Regions from separate parts of the Mus musculus genome. Here all the other regions are linked to region 3. A link is a contact called in public Hi-C and Micro-C data. All regions are on one chromosome and are shown on one strand. Each heading gives the region's core, a stretch centred on a gene start, on an enhancer-like site or on the middle of the called end of the contact. The rest is flanking DNA. Distances are from core to core; before and after follow the strand shown.

Region 1 (3,911 bases), core at 1,337-3,836, 490 kb before region 3:
AGAGCTGAGATCTTTTCCCGTGCCACTGTTGTTGGGTAACCTTATCTTTACGTGAGGATGGAGCATCTGCCTAAAGGACTTGGCTCACTACCCCCATGCACCATGGAACCTGACCTCCCTGAAGTTGGCCATGACATACCTGTGTGGTGGGTGTCTTCACACCGGGCCTGGCCCTCCATACAGCCACATTGCTCCACATGTCCCTCGCTCACACGGGCCCAGTGGTCGCCCACCTCAAAATACTCATAGCGTGTTTCATCAAAGCATTTCTCTGTGAGTCACACAGTGTTCCCACAGTGCCCGTGCAGGTCCCCTCCCCCAGGTAGGCACTACCCACCCCAGGCTGGACTCAGCAGCTGCTCTCCCAGCCTCCTAGAATGGCCCCACTCCTGGGTCCCCGAGGTCCTCTCACCTGTGCCACAGTCCTTGCCTGTGAAGGCCAGCGGGCAAGAGCAGTGGTAGGACCCATGGTCATGTGTACTGGAACATGTGCCCCCATTGAGGCAGGGCCCAGAGGCACAAGGGTCAAGGATAGCTGGGTACACACAGGAGGGGATATGATGGCTATGACAAGAGTCTTTGGAGCCCCTCCATACCCTCTTGCCTGCCAAGGCTCTCTGTGAACGCTATCTATCTTCTCTGGGTTGTTGAGTGAGCAAGTTCCCACCTCCCAGTGACCCCCCCTCACCAGGACTGGAGAAGGTATCCCATGGTTCTGCACTCTGCTCTACACATCTCTCTATACATGCTCTGCCAGGCAACGGGGATCCCTCTCATGGCACACCCACAGGTTTCATGGCTTGCTCTTTTGGACTCAGGGCCTGTTCAAGGGACTATGTATGGCTACATGGATAGATCTCACCACAAGAGGGAGCCCTGGTATCACCAATGATCAGCAAAGCCATCCAGGGTCTAGGAAGGCTAGGTCCTGTCTGGGAGAAGCACCCTCTGCTGCCCTCTGGGCTGGCAGCAATTTTGCCCCTAGATATCTCTGAACTCAAGAAGATCAAACTCAGAGACACCCCCCCCCCAAACTCCATGCAGAATCCTTGCCCAGGTCACTAGTATCCTCACCCTGCACACTGACCCCTATACTCCTAACCCAAGCACCCTGTCAAAGCCTTTCCTGGGGGCTCAGGCTGGCCCTTTCACATATCTACCTGGACCTTCCACAGGCAGGGTCACCTCTGCACAGTAGCCCCAGGCCCGGTCTCGGTCATAGTTGTGTGTTGTAGCGCACCTGGAGGGTCGAGTCAGAGGATAAAACTGAGTCCCTGCCCAGAGCCCCACCCATCTCTGCCTGGGCACCCTGGAGCCCCTGTTCACTAAATGTACCTGCTGGGCATCAAGACCTACTAGCTTCAGGGTTCATGAGGGTCCACAGTGGGAACCTGTGTAGGTTCCTCAGCCGCTACCCCACTCTGGGACTCACCACTTCCTGTAGGCACTTCCCTCAGAGGTACAGGAGTGCAGCATGCGGCCACCGTAGCGGAAAGGGAACCTGCACGGCTGCCCAGACTCGGTGAGCACTGTGGAGGGGTGTCAGGGATCAGGCATCCCACTGGGTACTCCACCCCTACCCAGGCCCCACACCTCTTTAGCTGCCTTCCTGTTACAGTGTCTCACCTACCTTGGCCCCCAGGGGGGCTGCTGCTGGAGGGAGGAGGGTACCTCTCACTTTGGGGTCCCTCAGTCTCTGCTGCTGGAGCACTTTCTGTTGAGGTGCTGACATTCCCAGAGATCACAGGGATCGTGGGGGTCACGGGGGTGGCTGTAACGTTAGGTCCTGGGGGCTCTGTGTGGTTCTAGGAGCCCAAGGGGCCACAAAGGTGTCAGTGTGGAATAGTCCTTCACACTTGGACTCCACCAGTCGGATACACCAGAGACCTGAGACTCCTTAGGGCAGGTCCAAGAGGCAGTGGGTGTCCCCAAGACCTCCTCTGGCCTTTCCTTCTGAATCTGAGTGATCCAATGTGCTAACTTAAGAGTCACAGGGCCCCAGGTCACCCTGGTCCTTGAGATTCAGTCCTGGGGGGCAGTCCTGGGGTGGACAGGAACAGCTGAAGCACTCTGAGGTCTCCTACACCCCATCTCAAACACTGGAATGCAGCAGAAGCCCCAGGACCCCCCCCCCCCACTCACTCACGGGGCCTGGGCCACACAGTGGCAACAAGAGGATCCTAACAAGTTCAGGCCCAAGCACTACAGACCAGCCTAGCCCAGCACCCCATATCTCAGTGCAAAATGACAACTTCCACTCCACTATGCCACCACACTGGGTCCCTAGCTCACTCTGGGGCCCTCTTTCTGACCTCTCTCTTCCCAGGAACCGAGTGTGCATAGAGAACCCTTGGCCACATGCAAGGGAGAGGGGCAGTGCTCACCCTGCCAGCCTGGGGCTGGGCCCCCCGAGGCACCACCAGCAGCAGCAGGAGCAGCAGGAAGGGACATGGCCTGGGTAAGGGACAGAGGCTAGAGATCCAGGCCTGTCGCCCCATGGCTCCTCCTGAGCTGGCGTGAGGTGTAGCAGGAACAGAGTAGCCAGGGAACGTGGCCAGGGCAGGTGGGGTCAAGGCTACATGATAATGATTAACCCTGCCACCCACTGCATCCTGTTAGGCTCCTCCACAGCCATAGCTCCACCCTGCTGCCACAGCTCTGCCTGCTCTGCTGGGGCAGCTGTTGTTCTCTGGCAAAGGCTACAACTGCTCCTCGGCCCAACACAACCTTCAAGTCTCAGCCTCTTCCAGGAAGTCTTCCAGTGTGACTTGGGCAGGTCAGAGCCAGGCCTCCCAGGCACAGGTGCTGGCCATATTGCTGGCCACTCCTGTCTATGAGCCCTTTACAGGACCTGCTGCATGCAGGAACCTGGGGGTTCCAGTTCTTCCCAGCCAGCTACTGACTCATGGTGGGGGTGATACAGTCCCCAATCCACAGATGTCAACACAGGGTGGAGGGTACCCCCTCTACCCATTGCCACATAACAACTCAAGAGAGGTAAGGGTTGCTCCCTGGACCAAGTGCTGTGACCAGTGCCTGAGAACAGTAACTCTCTTTGCTGGTTTGTCTACTTGTCCTAAGCCTGGGGTACTCAGGACCCCCAGAATTCTATCCTTACCAGACAGCCTGGGTACCAGCAGCCCCCCAGTAAGCTTTCCCAGTCTGGTTACCTGTGGGCATAGCCTGCATGCCTTCAGTTGGGCAGGCTATACACAGAGCTTCCCTGTGGCTCCAGGCAGGCACTGGGGGCCCTAGGCAAACTGGAGTGGCCACCTCATACCCATAGCTCTAGCTGTCTTCTTGGGATCTCTCCAATTCCTGAGGGAGGGGGACAGGGCCAGTGGCAGGAAGGCTCCACTGGGCACAGTGGGTACAGTGGGCAGGAATGAGATCACAGTGACCCCCACCATAAATCTCAACCAAGCCCCGCCCTCACCAATGGCCAAACAGCACCCAAGCTTGCCAAAGTAGGTGCTAGAAGCATGGTGGGGCATGATGGGTACCAAAGGCATGGTGGTTCATGGCCAAGTGCGGGTATACAGTGGTGTCTGAGCATTGTGGTACTGAGGAAACAGTGGTGCTGGCGCACAGTGGGTACCAGGCAGATGCTATGAGTGCTAGGACATTGCGGGTGTTGGGAAATGTTGCTGCTGGGATGTGCATGATGAGGTGCCTCAGAGAAGACGCTCTCTGAGAAACCTTTCAGCCAGTCCATCTTCAATTCCAGGGAGAGATGTAAGATTAGCAGCTTGGCAGTTGGGCCATCAGTGTTGGGGCCTCTGCTCAGGCATCCTGGGCTTGTGACAGTGTGTCTTACAGGCTCAGCCCAGCACCACCCTGTGGTCCTTCCCCTCCTGCTTCTCACTGATGTCCTGCCATATCAGGACTTCTCATTCTATAGCCAGATTCAC
Region 2 (3,485 bases), core at 72-2,571, 340 kb after region 3:
CATCTCTGGACCAGTAACTCACGAGCAGCTGTGAGATGGTCTCAGGAGGGGATCAGAGATTCCATATCCATATTAGTGTTAGAGGAGACCTAAAGCCAGACTTCTACTCTCAAGTCTTAGAGGCTAGAGGTCTGAGGTCACATTGTACTCCAGCTAAAGGTTCTGAGCCTTCCTGCCTCGAGTTCCCAGGGCTCCTGGCATTTCCTTGACTTGTGGGAAATCTCTCCCTCATAAGGACCTTTACTGATCATCCAGGCTGGCCTCATCGTGAGATCCTGACACTGACGAATCTATAAAGTACCTTCTCTCCAAAAAGCTCACTGCCAAATCCTCTGGGGTGTGATGTGGATGTGTCACACTTGGGGGCATGTGGCATTCACCATAACATATGGATCTTGGGCTTCTGACTACTCTGCTCTTCCACTTTCCCAGAGGAACCACCATTGGATGTGTTTTCATGGTGCCATGATGATGACATCAGGAAGAGTGCCTGGCCAGGGCACTCTTCCATATAGTGTCTGGTCCCTGCAAAGTGATTGTCCCCGCAGAGAGGAGAGCCTGCTTATGTATGGACTCTCTTGTCTGTTCCTCAGACATGGAGGCTACTGTGTTGGGGATCTTCTGGTGTAGATCCAGAACAAGAAGAAAGGCTGTTGCAGGTTTTTACATTCTCATTGTGTTAATACACAATGGGTCCACAGTAGTGGGCAGGGGTGGAGCAGGAAGAGATTTGTGTAGCAGGGTCTGTTTGTAGAGAGGGAGTTAAAGGGATGGGAGGTGAGTGAGTTGAATAGAGACCTCATGACTTTTGTATGCAGAGCTTCTCTGTCCTGGATCTGTAGGGTTCTTGGTAGGAGCTATGCAGTGATTGGGTGCAGCCTGTGCCTGGTACGGTTCATATTGGGTTCATTTAAGTCATGGACATTCATTCCTTCATGAAAAAAAATGTCTTGGAGCTTCTTTAACAATGAGCAGTAGATGCTGCAGAGGAAAACTGCCGTCTTGCAGTCTTGACAACAGGAAGTCAAGATAAGGGAGTCTCAGAGCTGGTTCTATCAGGGGCTGTGAGGGAGATCCTGTCCTAGGCTACCCTCCTGCTCCTGGTGGTGGCCAGGCATCCCTGGAATTTTTTGGCTTGTGGAAACATCACGCACAACCCGTGCCTTCATCACCACATGCTGCCATTCCTTCATGCATGTCTGTGTTGATTTACTATTTATGGAGTTACCAGTCCTGTTGGATCAGGGCCTACCCTGCTCTAGTATGACCTCATCTGAGTTCATGATGCCCACTAGGATGCTGACTGCAGGGTAGGACTTCATCATGCATATGAATGGATACCATTCACCCTAGGACAGCATACATAACTCTCTGCTAGAGCCAAGCAGCACTGTAAGGTGCCTGATGGTCATAGCATGCTGACCACCTGCTGCCATTCACAGCTGACCTGCAAAGTGGGTGTGACCTAGTTAGATATTTTTAGAGCTTGTTATTAGAAAGTTGTCCTGCCCTACCTGTCTTATTGCTGTGACGAAACACCATTATAGCAGTTTGGAGTGGGGGTAGGTTTATTTCCATAGAACAGTTCAATATCAAATGGTGTGAGAGCAGGAACTCAGGCACGCAGGAACCTGGAGGCAGGAGCTGATGCAGAGGCCATAGAGCTGCTTTCTGGCTTGCTCCCTCTGGCTTGCTCAGCCTGCTTTCTTATAGTACCCAAGACCACCAGCCCAGGGATAGCACCCTCCCCTATAAAGTGCCAGGCCTTCCCACATTCATCATTTATTAAGAAAATGCCCTACAAGCTAGCCTATAGTACAGACATAAGGAAGTGATTGCCTTAAGTGAAGTGTCAAGTTGACAAAACTATCCAGGGTATTGCCTGACCTCTTGACTCCTGAAGAAGGCAGAGCCAGACCATGTTGTGGCCATTTCAGCTCTCTGGAGCTTTACTCTTGGGGACTGAGATGTCCAGGGTGGTGGGACTGACCGGGTCCAGGGCCTAAGTGTGAGACCCTCCTGGCTAACTTCTGGACAGGCCAAGTCGCCTGCTAGTTTTATCTCAGGCATCAGATCCTTAGCAGTGTGTTTCCTAGGTAGATGGCCAGATGCCCACTGTGCCCTGGCCCATTTCTCCACCTCTCTCCTCTTTCAGCCTCTTGCTGCCATCACCATCTGCAGGCCCAAGGGTGCCATCTGCTGCCTGCTGCCTCTTCATTCTCTTCTTGGAATTGAATTTCTATTTATTTGTTTGTTTATTTTTTTAAATTAGGTATTTTCTTCATTTACATTTCAAATGCTATCCCAAAATTCCCCCATACCCTCCCCCACCCACTCCCCTACCCACCCACTCCCACTTCTTGGCCCTGGTTTTCCCCTGTACTGAGGCATATAAAGTTTGCAAGGCTAAGGGGCCTCTCTTCCCAATGATGGCTGACTAGGCCATCTTCTGCTACATATGCAGCTAGTTAGCCCAGAAACTTAGAATATCCAAGATACAAGTTGCAAAACACATGAAACTCAAGAAGAACGAAGACCAAAGTGTGGTCACTTTGCACCTTCTTAGAAATGGGAACAAAACACCCATGGAAGGAGTTACAGAGACAAAGTTTGGAGCTGAGACGAAAGCATGGACCATCTAGAGACTGCCACACCCGGGGATCCATCCCATAATCAGCCTTCAAACGCAGACACCATTGCATATGCCAGCAAGATTTTGCTGAAAGGACCCTGATATAGCTGTCTCTTGTGAGGCTATGCTGGTGCCTGGCAAACACAGAAGTGGATGCTATTGGATGGTACACAGGGCTAGAGAAAGCACCCAAGGAGCTAAAGGAGTCTGCAACCCTATAGGTGGAACAACAATATGAACTAACCAGTACCCCCAGAGCTCGTGTCTCTAGCTGCATATGTTTGTTTATTGAGTCTGTGTCTTACTATGCCTAGCCTCAAATGTACCTTTCTCCTAAGCTGGGATTATGGAAATGTACCACACTGAATGCTTCATTTATTCCTATGACCAGAAAAGAGATGCTTGGTATTTCCTAGTCTTTCATCTGTGTGTGCAGGATACTCTAGGGTTGTTTGTTTGTTTGTTTTGTTTTTTGGTTTGGTTTGGTTTTGGTTTTCTGAGACAGGGTTTCTCTGTGTAACCTTGGTTGTTCTGGCATTTGCTTTTTAGACCAAGTTGGCCTGCATTTACAGAGATCCACCTGCCTATGCCTCCCGAGTGCTGGTATTAAAGGTGTGCACCACCACTGCCTGGCAGCACTCTAGCTTTAAAAACATCTATAGCTATTTATTACGTTGTGGTTTGGAGGCAGGGGCTTGGATGCATAACACAGCACATTTGTGGAAGCCGGAGGACAATTTGCAGGATTCCCTTCTTCCCTCCTCTATGTGGGGCCCAGGAATGGAACTCGGGTCCTCAGGCTCAGCATAGAATGCTCTTACCCGCTGAGCCGCCTTAAGGGCATTTTACTTAA
Region 3 (3,573 bases), core at 447-2,946:
GTAATGACTGAACTCAGGAAGCCCTAGCCTGGGCATATCAGGCCTTATGCCATAGCTACCCAAGGTTCCAATGCCTGGGCAGCTCACAAAGTGCTTGTCCTAGAGCAGGGGGCACTGGGGTCACCCCCTTGAAAATGGCTGTTCAAGAGCACTGAGGCAGGCAATGAGAACCTTTTCCATCAGATCTGATCTTCTATGGAGAGAAAGTCAGGTCCTGAGATGTCCACCCTTCCTCAGTAACTTCTGTCTATCCCCACTTTGAAGCCCTGAAGTCAGGTAATAGAAGAGCAAGCCAAGAGCCCCCCACTTCCCAGATTTAATAATTTGGGCTCCAATAGTTTGGCTTTCTGGGGGAACTCCAGCCTCAGTTGTTAGAGCTATAAATTGGGAGCACAGGGTGGACTCTGAACACACACACATACACCTTGTCATCAGTGCCATGAGGACCATTTGGCAGGTTTTCTAGTATCCACATTATCAGCCCAGAGTATCAAGACTCAGAGGGTCCTTCCTGTAAGGAACCCCAAGTGCCAGTCACAATTGCCCCCTAACTTGGCATTATTCTGTTGGTACACCCACTCACCCCATCAGGTCCCTCTTTGGACCCTGAGGCACTGCATGAGGGGAAGGTCAGGGATCTGCTCTCAACAAGGTGGGATGGCTCCAGCCATATCCAGAAGGGCAGGCTGCTGAGATTTCTATTACTATAGTGCCAACTCCCCCAAAAACACACAGAGAAAACCCTCCAGCCCCGGGGTGGCCTACGTCTGAAAGCTCAGCATTCAGAAGGCTGAAGCAGGGAAACCTACTGCATCCGAAAATGAAAGGAAAAAGGATGGAAATCAATTAAGCTCTTGTCAACGGCCAGGCTCACCTCACACCGCCAAATATGTGTTAGAGAATCAAGTTCCGTTGGCTACCCCATACACACACACATCACACACACACACACACACACACACACACACACACACACACACACTGAGAGAGAGAGAGAGAGAGAGAGAGAGAGAGAGAGAGAGAGAGAGAGAGCGCATTAACACTCAAATGCACTTGGTCCATGGTCCAGGCCATTGGTCAGGACCATTGGTCCTCGAACCACAGAACCACAGGCGGAGGTTTGGAACAATGGCGCGACCACACCCCCGCGCAGGGCCAAGGGGAACGCGGGTCCGAGCACAGCAGTGGAGTGCGAGGAGGGTGCCCACTCCCATGCCCATGCCGTGCAAGCAGATGGACAGACAGCGCGCCAGGCTCTCGAAGCCCCCTGGCCAGCCAACTCTGGCTGGCCCATGCTCTCCTTTGTTCTGAGTAGACGCCGGATAGCGCCTGGGGCTCCAGGGACTTTCGGTCCCGGGTCGTGGTGCAGAGGGTGGGGGCCCAGGTCTGAGGAGTGGAAGTCTGAACTGAGTGTGGATGCTCAGAACCAGGGCTGGGGCCCCAGATCCCGAGCCCCAGGCAGGATCAGTACTCACGGTGTCCACGCGGCGGGCACAGCCGGCTTCCGGGGGGCGGCCAGCGCCCGCCTTCCCTGTGAGCAGCGACAGGGTCCCGAGGTGGGCCCACCGGCCGCAGCCTCGTCCCTGGAGCCTGTCTCTCGCCAGCCCCAGCTCCGCGGCCGCGACCCTGAGCCCGCCATAGCTCGTAGAGCCCCAGGCCGGAGCTGCCCCTGGCTCCTCCCCTCGCGGGCGGTAGTGTAAGGGCTAGGGGCCAGGTAAGAAAGCGGACCCGCCCCTCCTTACGTCAGTTTCTCCACCCACTGCACTGAGGGTGGTGGGCTGCAATAAGTGGAAACTTGGAAACTTGTGTCTGTATAATCCAGAATTAAGAGCCATCCAGACAAACAAGGAAGCCACCAATGCGAATGAGGAAGTCACGCTCATATTCCCAACATCTGAGGATCCCGAAGTCCCCGCCTGCTGATCTCCACCCAGTTTGCACCTTGGATATGAGCGTCTATGGCACCCTACTTCCTACGCTAGTACCCCATCATGTCACCTTGCCAATGTCCACTCCATGGGTCTCCCTCGGGACGGAATTCCTCCAAGGAGTGAGCCAGCCCTTGGCAGCTCTTACCTACTTGGGCTTCTTTGAATACCTGTCCCAGAAGAGTGTTCCTGGATGCCTAAGGCTGGTAAAGCCCTGTTGACTTCCTAGGCATCCTTCCTTCTCCATCTCCCATCATCACACAGGCTGCCCCAAGATGGACTATCTGTGGCAGAAGGCAGCACACTTGCCCTTCAGAGGCAACTCTGGTATATTCCTCAGGCTTCACTCCCACCAACTGTCTATTCTAGACTCTTCTCCCTGGTGTCCAAGTCTCTATATTAGGCAAGCTCTCCAGGCCCCTTCCTACTATATGCAGCCTTGACGTTCCTACAGCTTTCTCACTCCAAGAGTCCGGCTGCCTGGGGCATTGGTTTCTGGAGGAACATCTTACCCAGAACACTAAGCTGCCTCCTTCTTCCAGCCACCCTGCATTACAGATCCCCGTCTCTACTGCTTCTGAGCAGGCCACACCTCTCCCTGCCTCCCCCAATTTCCCTTCCTCACCTTCCAGCCAACACACCATTCCCATCACATCATTATTCTAAATGCCATGGACACAATCCTGCCGGGGGGGGGGCATTAAAGAGGGTCTCACTCTGTAGCCCTGGCTTGGCTCTACCTTGGCATCCTCCTGCCTCAGCCTCCCAAGTACTGGTATTGCTGCTGTACACTATCACACCTGGCAACACTCTAGCACTTCCTAATCCAGCCCTACCTCTACTTTCGACCTTTTAGATGTGCTTTGCTCTGCTGTGCACAGACTCTGCTCACCCAAGCCCACAAGAATTCACCTTAGTCCAGGTTGTTTCCACTGCCTGCTGCTGCAAGTAAAGTAATTTAGCCATTAAATATTAGATTCCAAGAGCACTAGTCATATACAAACTCGCAGAGCAAATCCAATGAGGCCAGCATCACCTCAATACCCAAACCCAGATGAAGCTGTCACAGACACGAAAGCTACAGACCAATAAGTCTCTGAGGATTTCTGTTTGTGTATCTTTTTTATGACAGAATAGCTCGGGCTGGCCTTGAACTTCTGATTTCCCTGCTTCCATATCCTAAGTTTGAGGATGACCACATCTGGCTTAAGCAGTGTTGAGGACTGAAACTAGACAGGAGTCTACCAACTGAGCCATATCCCCAGCCCCAAATCCCCTTCTGGGCACAGCATAAACATTCTCCACAAGATGCTAGCAAACTGAATCTAACAGCACATAAAAAAATACAATAATAAATAAATCTAAAAAGAAAAAAGAAGGGAAGAAAGAGAGAAAGGAAGGAAGGAAGGAAGGAAGGAAGGAAGAAAAACAGCAGAAGGGAACTCTCTAAACCTAACAAAGGCCATCTAAGAAAAGCCTACAGCTATTACAGCCGGAAGTAAAAGGCCGAACATTTTCAGTTTCCTGAAAGGCAGGAACAAGGCAAGGATCCCATTGCTTCTTTTCAACATTGTATGGAAAGTGTGGCCAAGGAAAGTATATAATAAAAAGAAATTGAATGTCAGGCTGGACAGGCAGTCAGTGG

The links. A called contact is a pair of places that touch in the nucleus more often than the background predicts.
Region 1: a Micro-C map of embryonic stem cells shows a contact between it and region 3, with 2.2 times the contacts expected there. The contact joins the promoter of Hgfac here to the promoter of Sh3bp2 in region 3. A contact is called at or near these places in 2 of 39 promoter capture datasets (both in embryonic stem cells), 1 of 15 datasets of contacts at CTCF or cohesin (stem cell-derived epiblast-like cells), 10 of 484 Hi-C or Micro-C datasets (the G1E-ER4 cell line, the HL-1 cell line and embryonic stem cells) and 1 of 115 datasets of contacts at active chromatin or transcription factors (bone marrow-derived dendritic cells).
Region 2: a Hi-C map of cerebellum shows a contact between it and region 3, with 1.8 times the contacts expected there. The contact joins the enhancer-like site here to the promoter of Sh3bp2 in region 3. A contact is called at or near these places in 2 of 484 Hi-C or Micro-C datasets (the G1E-ER4 cell line and cerebellum) and 4 of 115 datasets of contacts at active chromatin or transcription factors (embryonic forebrain, embryonic stem cells, regulatory T cell precursor and 1 more).

The regions. Positions count from the first base shown.
Region 1 is chr5:35,040,184-35,044,094 of GRCm38.p6, reverse strand. Hgfac (hepatocyte growth factor activator) reads right to left here and starts at 2,586. Exons shown (of 14, transcript NM_019447.3): 1 at 2,385-2,586; 2 at 1,631-1,805; 3 at 1,433-1,529; 4 at 1,161-1,240; 5 at 413-535; 6 at 140-271. The coding sequence starts at 2,498.
Region 2 is chr5:34,203,782-34,207,266 of GRCm38.p6, reverse strand. The region is part of intron 8 of Zfyve28 (zinc finger, FYVE domain containing 28); the gene reads left to right. Among named protein-coding and RNA genes, the nearest start is that of Mxd4, 18 kb to the right of the region's middle. Within about 2 kb of position 1,321, at least 13 of the 459 cell types and tissues checked have an H3K27ac peak or open chromatin away from gene starts, as enhancers often do. A contact at or near this core is called in cerebellum, where this site is marked.
Region 3 is chr5:34,547,699-34,551,271 of GRCm38.p6, reverse strand. Sh3bp2 (SH3-domain binding protein 2) reads right to left here and starts at 1,696. Exons shown (of 13, transcript NM_001145859.1): 1 at 1,476-1,696. The coding sequence starts at 1,639.